2 separate regions of the Triticum aestivum genome follow, and region 2 is linked to region 1. A link is a contact called in public Hi-C data. All regions are on one chromosome and are shown on one strand. The core of a region is the stretch at or near the end of the contact, and the rest is flanking DNA. Distances in the headings are between cores, read along the strand shown. Region 1 holds the start of LOC123120780. Region 2 holds the start of LOC123120784 (PRA1 family protein H).

Region 1 (5,032 bases), core at 727-3,226:
GGTCATTGTTGGAAAAGTCCCAAAAAGTCCCAAAAAGACTCTTCTTGAGAGTCTTCCTCATTTATTCCCCAAAAGCAACTTTTAGTCTCTAGTAGTCCCTCCTGTTTGGTTAAAAAGTCTTTAAGAGGGACTTTTTCTAGTCCCTACATCAAAAAGTCCCTGGAAACAAACACCCCCTTATTCTAGCTCCCTAATTAGGAGGATATGGTCATTGGTTATAAAAAGAACTACCATGTGAATTCTCTCATTTTAAATAGATCAAAGATCTATGTAATTTATCCATTTACGTCTTAATTTGGGTTGTAAATATTTAATGGCATGATTACATGATGATGCAAAAATAAAATAAAACAAATAATGTAATAGCAATTATAGAAAGAAATCTAGAGAATTGGTCTTGGGCTGGGGGCTTGAGAAAGAGGAATGGGGAAGGGAGATGAGTTCTTGTGTATGCCTTTCTTTTATTTAGAAAAAGAGAGTGTGTATTCTCTTTGTACGCGAAGTGTGTACATGAATTGACTTATTTGGGCCAAGCCTAAATAATAGGGATAATTGTATTCATACCCTTAGTTGTGTCCCCCTCAACCGATATGCCCCTAGTTTTTGAAAACACGTGGTCTTGCCCAACCTACTTTGTCGTCTTGTGCTTTTGCCCTTTGACTGTTTGACCATCACTTTGAAAACTTCATAACTAATTCATACTAAATCAGAAAAATACAAATAAGATGCCAAAATGTTCCGAGAAACATCACCTATATGTCAATGTCACTTGCATTCATGACAAAAGTGTTGGTAAGTGGCCATTCGAGTTTTAGCTCTTATCATACCACCATGAACAGTAAAATCTAAAAAATTCAAAAAAATCAAGAAAAAATTGGTGGCAAAGTATTGCAAATGTTTTAAGTGCTTGCCAAGTTTCATGAGGGAATGACATTCGTGGAAGTCGTGGCAAAAAAAACAATAAAAACTCGAAAATAGATTATTATTTTTGCCACGACTTCCAAGAATGTCATTCCCTCATGAAACTTGGCAAACACTTAAAACATTTGCAATACTTTGCCACCAATTTTTTCTTGAATTTTTTGAATTTTTTTATATTTTACTGTTCATGGTGGTATGATAAGAGCTAAAACTCGAATGTCCACTTACCAACACTTTTGTCATGAATGCAAGTGACATTGACATATAGGTGATGTTTCTCGGAACATTTTGGCATCTTATTTGTATTTTTTGGATTTAGTATGAATTAGTTATGAAGTTTTCAAACTGACGATCAAACGGTCAAAGGGTAAAAGCACAAGACGACAAAGTAGGTTGGGCAAGACCGCGTGCTTTCAAAAACTAGGGGCATATCGATTGAGGGGGACATAACTACGGGTATGAATACAATTATCCCTAAATAATAAACATAATAACTCTTCCCAACCAAACAACAAACTCTATCTAAAAAATCAACAGAGTAAAGATAGTTAATTTTTTAAAATAGTTTTACATATGTTCACACTTTTAAAGACTGGTCAAAATTTCCAAAAAAATATATTATTGAGAATATGCATTTACAAATGTTCAAAAAAATAAAAAATATTAATTTTTTTAAATAATGTTCTCCTTAAAATCCAATTTTAATAAAACATTCACTTTAAAAAAGAATCATGTTTTTCACAAACTATTCCATGAACCACTACTCTTCCATTAGATGAAGAACACTAAGATGGCTTTTTAACGTCAAAACTTCATACTTCAAAAATCAATAATCAATGTAACCTTAGTATAGATGTTTATCAGAATTGAATATAAACTATGGTGCGTAATAACACATGAATCAGATTTTACGAGTTTGTACGTACGTAACAACACATGGACATGTATACTCGTTTTTTATAAAAATAGTTAAACTTAAAAATGTTTGACTTAAAACAAAGTTCTTAATTATTTTGGATAACGTTTTTAGTATGCATACAGCCGGAATGGGGAACAGCGGGCGCACCACACAAGACCCGGTGCCCAGGTACGTTTCCCTGCCTCCCACCCTAACCTAGCAACCTACCACCTCTCACCGATGGCGACGACGAGCTCCCCTCGTCTCCTACCTCTCCCCTCCTCCACCTCCACCTGCACCTCGTCCGCCCTCCCACCAGTCTGTCCTTCCCGCCTCCGCTTCAATCCACCAGCAGCAGCAGCAGGCGCGGTTTCTACTTCCGCCTTGGGCCGTGGCTGCAGTTCTTGGCTCAGCCTCCGCTGCCGAAGCGCTGCCGGACCCTTGCCGCCCTCCTCCGAGCCACCGCCTCCATCTCCTCAAGGTAGCGCCACTGCCTCGCACCTCTCCGTTTGCTTACTGTAGTTTTTATACTACTCTCCAATCAGTTGTAGTTAGGGATTAGAGGCTCTAGAGGATTGATTTTCAGTTTATCGTTGCTGGTCATTACGGGAGCTCTTGAAAGCCGTCTCTCACGAACTTAAATTGGCATTTCGGGGGATTGGAAAAGCACCTTACAAATTTCCGCCAAGATAATACCCGTGGCCGAATGAGGGGCGGAGCTTGACCGTATCTTACCCAAAAAAAAAAAACTCCCTCAGTTCCTAAATAATAAGCCATTTTAGAGATTCCAATACGAACTACATACGTAATAAAATGAGTGAATCTACACTTTAAAATATGTCTATATACATCTGTATGTAGTCCTATTGAAATCTCTAAAAAGGCTTATATTTAGAAGCGGTGGGAGTAGTTTGTTGCATAAATGTTTCCATATTTGGGGCGTTATTTTTCTGTGGATGCGAGTTCATGTTCTATGGGATTCATCTTGGTTCAGACGAAAAATATACTGGTAGTTTGTTTAGTTAAGATAAGATGACTTGTAACCTAGGAGTTCTTCTACGGCACCCTCAATGATAATGGAGTGTCTACCTATGTCAATCCAACGGATAAGCTTCATCCATACTCCAACCAACTCTTCCATTACTACCTTAAAAAACTGAGTGCCCTGCTTTGAAGGGTAAAATGGTATTCTTAGGGGAGCTAAAGCTTCCTGACCACCAGCATCAGCCTTAAGCTGATGGACGACCTGCAGAATTGGCGTGATTTTATTGGCGAACATTCCTTTCACGCCAATTCTGCAGACTCGGCCCCTGTGGTCACGTGCTACTGCACCCGCCCAGCTCGCCTCGGCGTCCGGAAGGAATGCTGCATCAGAGTTCAGTTTCACTGTCCCCTCAGGCGGAGCCTCCCAGTTTCCACTCGCATCCCTAGGTTGGACAGGGGCAGAAGCAGTGAGAGCCCAGTTGCTCTTTCCTTTGTCTCCCGTAGCTGGTTGGTCCAGATTTTTCAATTTCTCCTCATACCCAACCAGAAACATCACGGACCACGATACTGATTCTTTCCCATCATTGTGGACACAATTGTCCGCAGGAACCAAGCTCTCCACATGAACAATACAATTCTGATTCTTGTCTCTGCATTATTATTGTCAAGCAGAATTTGTAGCCAGCCTGTACTGGTGTATCTGAACTCCTTCTCATTCGGTAGAGCCCATTTCTTTCTCATTTCAAACCTTAGGGCTCTACTCTTAGTGCATGCGATGACGGCGTGGTATTCATCCTCAGCTCCATTACCGCAGATGTCACACACATTGTCATGGACGATTGTACGTTTACATTTATTTCTTTTTGTTGCTAACGAGCACGTAGCAACCCTCCAGCCAAAGATCTTGATTCTCTCTGGGATCTGGGACGTTTATTTTCCATATGATGTCCCCATATCCCCCTATTTCCTGCGTCATTGTGGGAGTTCGAGGCACCGGAGGCAGTGTTTCGCTCAAGAGCAGCAGCTAATTTTTATGGTTGCTGATTTTTTGTCAAGCTGATGTCTCTTAGCCAACTCTAGTTCATTTTTCTTGTCAATGTTGGGCAACTCATGGCAAAGCAAAAGCTTGGCCAAATATTTGGCTGGTAGGGCAAACTTGGGCTAAAACCAAACATAGCCATAATGTCCTCAGGACACCCTAAAGCACCTCGATGTGGTGGAATTCTTGGGTCAACCCATATATAGTCCCAATCAAAATCCTCAATGACCAAAGGGTCATAGCTTTTGCCGCCCACCTTCTCACGCCTCTTTTGAAAGCTACTCACACCAAGTCATTCAATGTTTGGCGTTCTAACTGGTTCCTTTTCTTTGTGTGGATCTAAATAGCTTGCTGCAATTACTTTTGAATAAATACAAAGACTTTACTAGGTGACACACAAACTCAAACATGGTCTAACCTCACAGCCGGATCATGAAGCACAAAGTCTAACAATATACTTTGCAAACATTTGTAGCTCATTGGCCTAGGGCTTGTACCCTTAACCTCATTGACAAGAAGCTTCAGTTGCAGTCTCAAATTGCCTAGAGCTTACGTACCATACACATAGAAGAACAATGCCCACTGCATATTCACACAGTGTCTCTCTTCCTTAGTCTTTGTACTGGAGTCCATGGTTGTTTTGAGAACACCTAGAGCGTCTTTCATCAACAAGATCCACAGGTTTTCTTCGAAGCATGTCAGCAATAGGTTATTTTGAGAAACAGATACATCCAATCAGAAATTAATTACCTTAGTTGGTTACTGAAGTTCATCAATACTTCTTGCATCTGGGGCTCTGGACTGGAACAGTTAATCTAGATTGTCAAGGTCAACGTTAAGAGTTAATATTGTTTGAGCCTTCAGCCAGCAGAGCAATGGATGGTTTCTGTACATATGTTCTTATGGAGTGAGGACCCATCAGTTCTCTACATTTTAGCACATGGTTTTCTTGTGTATGGCAGTTTCTCCCTCAAAATTGTAGGTCCTACATAATGGTTGCATCCTTGTGACATGGCTGCATGTAATTGATCTTGTTTTTTCATTTGGGCAGATTGGCAAGAGAGGTTGTCAAGATTACAGGATACGTTACGGATATTCTTTGCAGTTCTCTTCTGGATGTCACTGTTTTTCTGGGGCAGTGCTTGGGGTGGAAGTAACAACTCAGGGGGCAAGAAGGGCCAGCGATTTCG
Region 2 (5,055 bases), core at 598-3,097, 570 kb before region 1:
GACGGATAGTTAGAGACGAGAGCATCAGAGTACAGGTAACACCATTCAAAATAAAAGAAAGCTTAAACAGGATAGCACCAAACCACAGGTATGGTATTCAAAACGAAAAGAACGATCAACATGACCCATGTGTCTTAAAATCATCTGTGCAGGTGGGATCAAGGTGTGAAAGAAAATTGGTAACCTGGCACTGTCCTAAGAATGTACTCCCTCTGTAAAGAAATATAAGAGTGTTTGGATCACTACTTGAATGATCTAAACACTCTTATATTTCTTTACGGAGGGAGTAGGCCTTAAGGTTTGTGTTTTACGCATCAAAAACCAGGTTGCTGCACTAGCGCCATTGCATCTGAGATTTCAAGTTATGCAATGAGCAACGAGCAACTCCCATCCATGTATGTACTGGGCACATGGATTAAACTCCACAGTTTGTACAAATATTTTCCAATTGATCAAGAAATGAATAATTGAAAAAATAAATGAGGAATTATTCTTAATGTGTACTGTGTGACAGCTCCTCATGATATAAATAGCGAATAAGAAACATGCTGCATGGGATAATCAGTAAATTACATAATAAATACTCCCTCCGTCCCAAAATAAGTGACTCAACTTTGTACTAGCTTTAGTACAAAGTTAGTACAAAGTTGAGTCACTTATTTTGGGACGGAGGGAGTATATATTATGACTAAGTTGAACAACTTTAACAAGTTATGTGTTTTGTCATATTATCTATAATTTCTTGAAGAAAATAGAACTTTGTGGCATTTTTCTTGCTCGAAGCATTTACAAAGTTGCTGAAAAATTAACGAAGCAAACACGTCAGAATCATCATAAAGAAAAAATAAGTCTTCCAACCTGTACGTTGCTCTGTTCAAGATATCCTTTCTATCCCACAAGAATATTAAGAAATGAATTCCATATATATTCACTACCAATCTTATCTATTTATACTAGAAAACAAAGGACCTATGCCTCTACACTGTCAGTAATGCTGCTGCAAATGAATTCCACCTAGCTCGTTTCATCATTGCACTAGCAATGTTTGCGCAGAAACTGCATTCGAAACCCAACACTCACCAATCTGGGCACAGTGCAGAAGAGCCTGCCCAATTCCGGGCGCTCGTGTGGCGAGCTCCCACCGGTTCCGGCAGTACCGCACAGCCTCCCACACGGCGAGGCTTGCCAGCAACCCCAGCAGCGACATAGGCATCCGGTACCTGCACACATGCCGCCACAGACAGCAGCAGCAGCAGCTGCTTTAATACTCCATCCGCACGCACGGACATGCAAAGACACTAAAGATAACGAAACGAAGGCAGGATGAAGGAACGAGGGCAGATAGCAGTGGCATATACAGGCAGCAGGCGAAGACGAGGATGGATAGCGCGGCATAGTTGCGGGCGTAGCGGCGGACGTTCTCCTGGACGCGGAGTCGGGCCTGGGTGGGGGTCGGGGGCCAGGAGTAGGAGGCGACGCCGGGGGCGCCGATGAAGGCGAGGGACCAGGAGGGGGTGGGCGCGGCGAGGTCGGCGGCGGAGAGGCACGCAAAGGGGTTGAGCGCGAGGAGAGAGGCTAGGGTGCGCGCGAAGGCGAGGAGGTCGGCGGCGGCGCCGGCCCCCGAGGAGGTGGATGCGGGGCTGGCGCGTGTTGGGGCGGCGGCGGCGGGTGCGGGGGCGGAGGAGTCGAGGAGGTCGAGGTAGCCGGAGTCGCGGAGCCAGCGGTCGAGAGCGGGGTCCGGTACGCTCAGCGAGAGGGGGTTGGGCTTGAACGACGACGACATGTCGCCGCTGGGCCGTACGATTAGGAGGACAGGGGTGGTGGCTGCTTTGCAGCGTGTTTCTCTTCTCTTCAACTTAAAGAAGATCAGGAGGAGCGACCGCGCGTGCGCCGTGGGATGGGGAACGGAAATATTTTTGGCACAATCTTAGAGCAGCCCAGTTAGGTAGAAAAATAATGAGGCATTGGTTTGATTTTTTCTCACCCAATGCCCTAAATTGAGGCTATCATTACAATGGCCTCATCTGTGTCATGTTTTCCCTCTCGTTAGGGTTTCTTTCCTCTCGACGCCGGCGGCGATTGTTGAGACCTGTTTTCCTCCTCCTCTGCTGGATCGGGGATCCGTTCTCCGGCCAATCTCGGGGTAGCCTCGTCTGCCCCCGGCCTGGCTTTCTGTCTCTACTCGCAGGGGCGTGAGGGTTTTTAATCTCCCGGACGGTATCCGACCCTGGAGATCGATCTATCTGCTTCGACAACCCATGGCGAACCATGGCGATCCAGTGGCTTCGGGATCAAAAGGAAAGGGCAAGCTAGAGGAGCTGACGAAAGAGCTGGCCCTGAAGGAAGACGACCTCGATGACATCGTTTTTGAGGAAGATGACGCCCCGGCGGAGGAGGACCTCCGCTGGATGATCTTGGCTAGAGTTCACATGGACAAAGGGTGTAGTACCTACTGGTTCTTCCGCAACATGAGGGCAGCCTGGGACCTCGCTAGGCCGGTGAAAATCAAAACCCTAGAGGATAACCTCTTCCAAATGCAATTCAACTGCCTGGGTGATTGGGAGAGAGTTACCCAAGGGGGGCCGTGGCACTTCCGAGGAGACCCGGCCATCATTGCCCCATATGATGGATTCACAAAGCCAACAGAGATAGAGCTCTACAAATTTGAGATCTGGGTCCGCATCATCGATCTTCCTATCGGCTTCCATGGGAAAGTAAAGGCTCTTGCTGCCAAGATTGGCGAGTTTGTGGATCCAGAGCCATCTTCTTTTGACTTTGAAGCAAACTTCTACAAAGTTAGGGTTCGCCTTGATGTGAGAAACCCTCTCAAGAAAGCAATCTCGCTGATCCGTGGAGGAGAGAGGGTGATCTTCGCGGTAAAGTATGAGCGTCTACCTGACTGGTGCCAGGTCTGCGGCATGATGGGTCACGAGTTCAAGGAGCACAGGGACGGAGTCCACCCCCCCTCAGCGCTAATCTTCAAAAACTTGAGAGCACCGGCGACCACTGCTTGGGGCACCCGCCGACGCAACAGGAGCCAGAAACCAAAGGCCCAAGGGGGTCAGCCCGGCGCAAGCTTAGAGGAGGGGACAAAGGACCTGGAGGAGCAGCATGCTATTGATATGGAGCTCTCTGATTCCAACCGAAAGCGTTCATCGCAGCAGGTTGTAGAACCCACCAGCCAGACGGGATCTACGGGGATGGAACTGGTTTTGGTAGCTAAGTCTAGCGATGGTGCAGCCCCAATGAGCCCCCCGCCAAAGCAAGACCCCAAGAGAACCAAGACCACCCAGCAGACTGAGAAACAAGCCATCGTAGCTCTGAACAAAACCACAGCAGCGGGGAAGATCAATGAAGCAAAATCGGCGGCCTCCTTCGGGGAGGACCGCTGAGCACAATGAATCTGATATGCTGGAACTGTCGCGGGATAGGCAACGCCCCGACAGTTCAAGAGCTACGTGAACTCGCGATAAAGTTTGCCCCTGGAGTACTTTGCTTAGTGGAAACCCAGATTAGTGGGGTTATAGCTGAAAACTTAAAAAGCACTCTAGGTTTTGATAACTCTTTTTATGTTGACTCCTCTGGTAGGAGCGGAGGTTTAGCGATGTATTGGAATAATGAAATAAAGATGGAGAATTTGGGTTACTCGCAGTATCACATAGATATGAAAATCTCAGAGCTTGGTGGTGACCCGTGGAGGCTGTCATGTTTTTATGGCGAAGCGCAAACACATATCCGACAGAGAAATTGGGACACAATGAAGAATCTGGCAACGCTCCATAACCTGCCATGGGCCTGTATAGGAGATTTTAACGAGGTGATGCGCCGCGACGAGCATGATAGCATAGGCACGAGGAACCAAACACATATGCAAGGATTCAGGGATGCGGTGGACGTGTGTGGCTTAATTGATCTAGGTTTTCAGGGACGCAAATGGACCTTTGAAAAGAAAGTGGCAGGTGGATCTTTTACTAGAGTTAGGCTGGATAGAGCCTTTGGCTCGACCGAGTGGTGCGCACAATTCCCCCTGGCCGCCGTGGAGCATCTCACTGCGGCAACATCCGATCACTCGCCGATCCTGCTGCACCTTAGTCCACCGGCTAGAAGGAGAGCTGAGACGAGGTTTAAATACGAGTGCATGTGGGATACCCACCCTGGGTTGATCCCCACCGTCCAGAATGCATGGGAGGCGAACGGCCCCAATCTGATGGCTCGGAGGTGCGAGCTAATTTGGCAGTGCTATCTAATAATCTTGGCGAATGGAGCAAGACGTCCTTTGGTAGTGTTAAAAGAGAAATCAGACGGCTTAAGAAAGAGATGGAAAAGCTCAGAAATGATCCTCTCAAGGCTGGACCGAGTCATGCAGAGATTAAGATTAATGATAGATCGATTGAACTCTATTTGCATGAAGAACTCATGTGGCGTCAGAGATCCCGTGTTCAATGGTTGTCTGAAGGCGACAACAACACACATTTTTTTCACCTGAGAGCGTCTATGAGGAGGCAGAAAAACTTAACTAAATCTTTGCAAAAACAAGATGGGCAGGTTACGGAGGACCTCATGGAGATGCAGGCTCTAGCATTGGAGTACTATAAAAACTTGTATTGCTCCGAGGGGGTACAAGATATGGAGGTACTCCAGCACGTCCCAGTTAAAGTGACAATGGCTATGAATGACCAACTTCTCGCCCCTTACACGGAAGTGGAGGTCAGGAACGCTCTCTTCCAAATGTTTCCCACCAAGGCCCCGGGGCCGGATGGTTTTCCTGCACACTTCTTCCAACATCATTGGGACACTTGTGGCACTGCTGTCATGAGAGCAGTACTCGGCATTGTGCGGGGGGAGGAGAGTCTGGAATGTGTCAACGACACACTACTGGTATTAATACAAAAGGTATCAAACCCTACCTTGTTATCACAGTTTCGTCCTATCAGTTTATGCAATGTTTTCTACAAGATAGCATCGAAGGTTCTGTCAAATCGGTTGAAGGTTATATTGCCAAAGATTATTTCAGAGGAGCAATCTGCATTTGTCCCAGAAAGGCTGATTACTGAC

What was found. A called contact is a pair of places that touch in the nucleus more often than the background predicts.
Region 2: a Hi-C map of leaf shows a contact between it and region 1, with 4 times the contacts expected there. The contact joins the promoter of LOC123120784 here to the promoter of LOC123120780 in region 1. A contact is called at or near these places in 2 of 5 Hi-C or Micro-C datasets (both in leaf).

The regions. Positions count from the first base shown.
Region 1 is chr5D:268,962,132-268,967,163 of IWGSC CS RefSeq v2.1, reverse strand. LOC123120780 reads left to right here and starts at 1,976. Exons shown (of 2, transcript XM_044540768.1): 1 at 1,976-2,300; 2 at 4,894-5,032. The coding sequence starts at 2,060.
Region 2 is chr5D:269,531,451-269,536,505 of IWGSC CS RefSeq v2.1, reverse strand. It overlaps LOC123120784 (PRA1 family protein H), which reads right to left and starts at 1,847. Exons shown (of 4, transcript XM_044540771.1): 1 at 1,359-1,847; 2 at 1,081-1,220. The coding sequence starts at 1,783.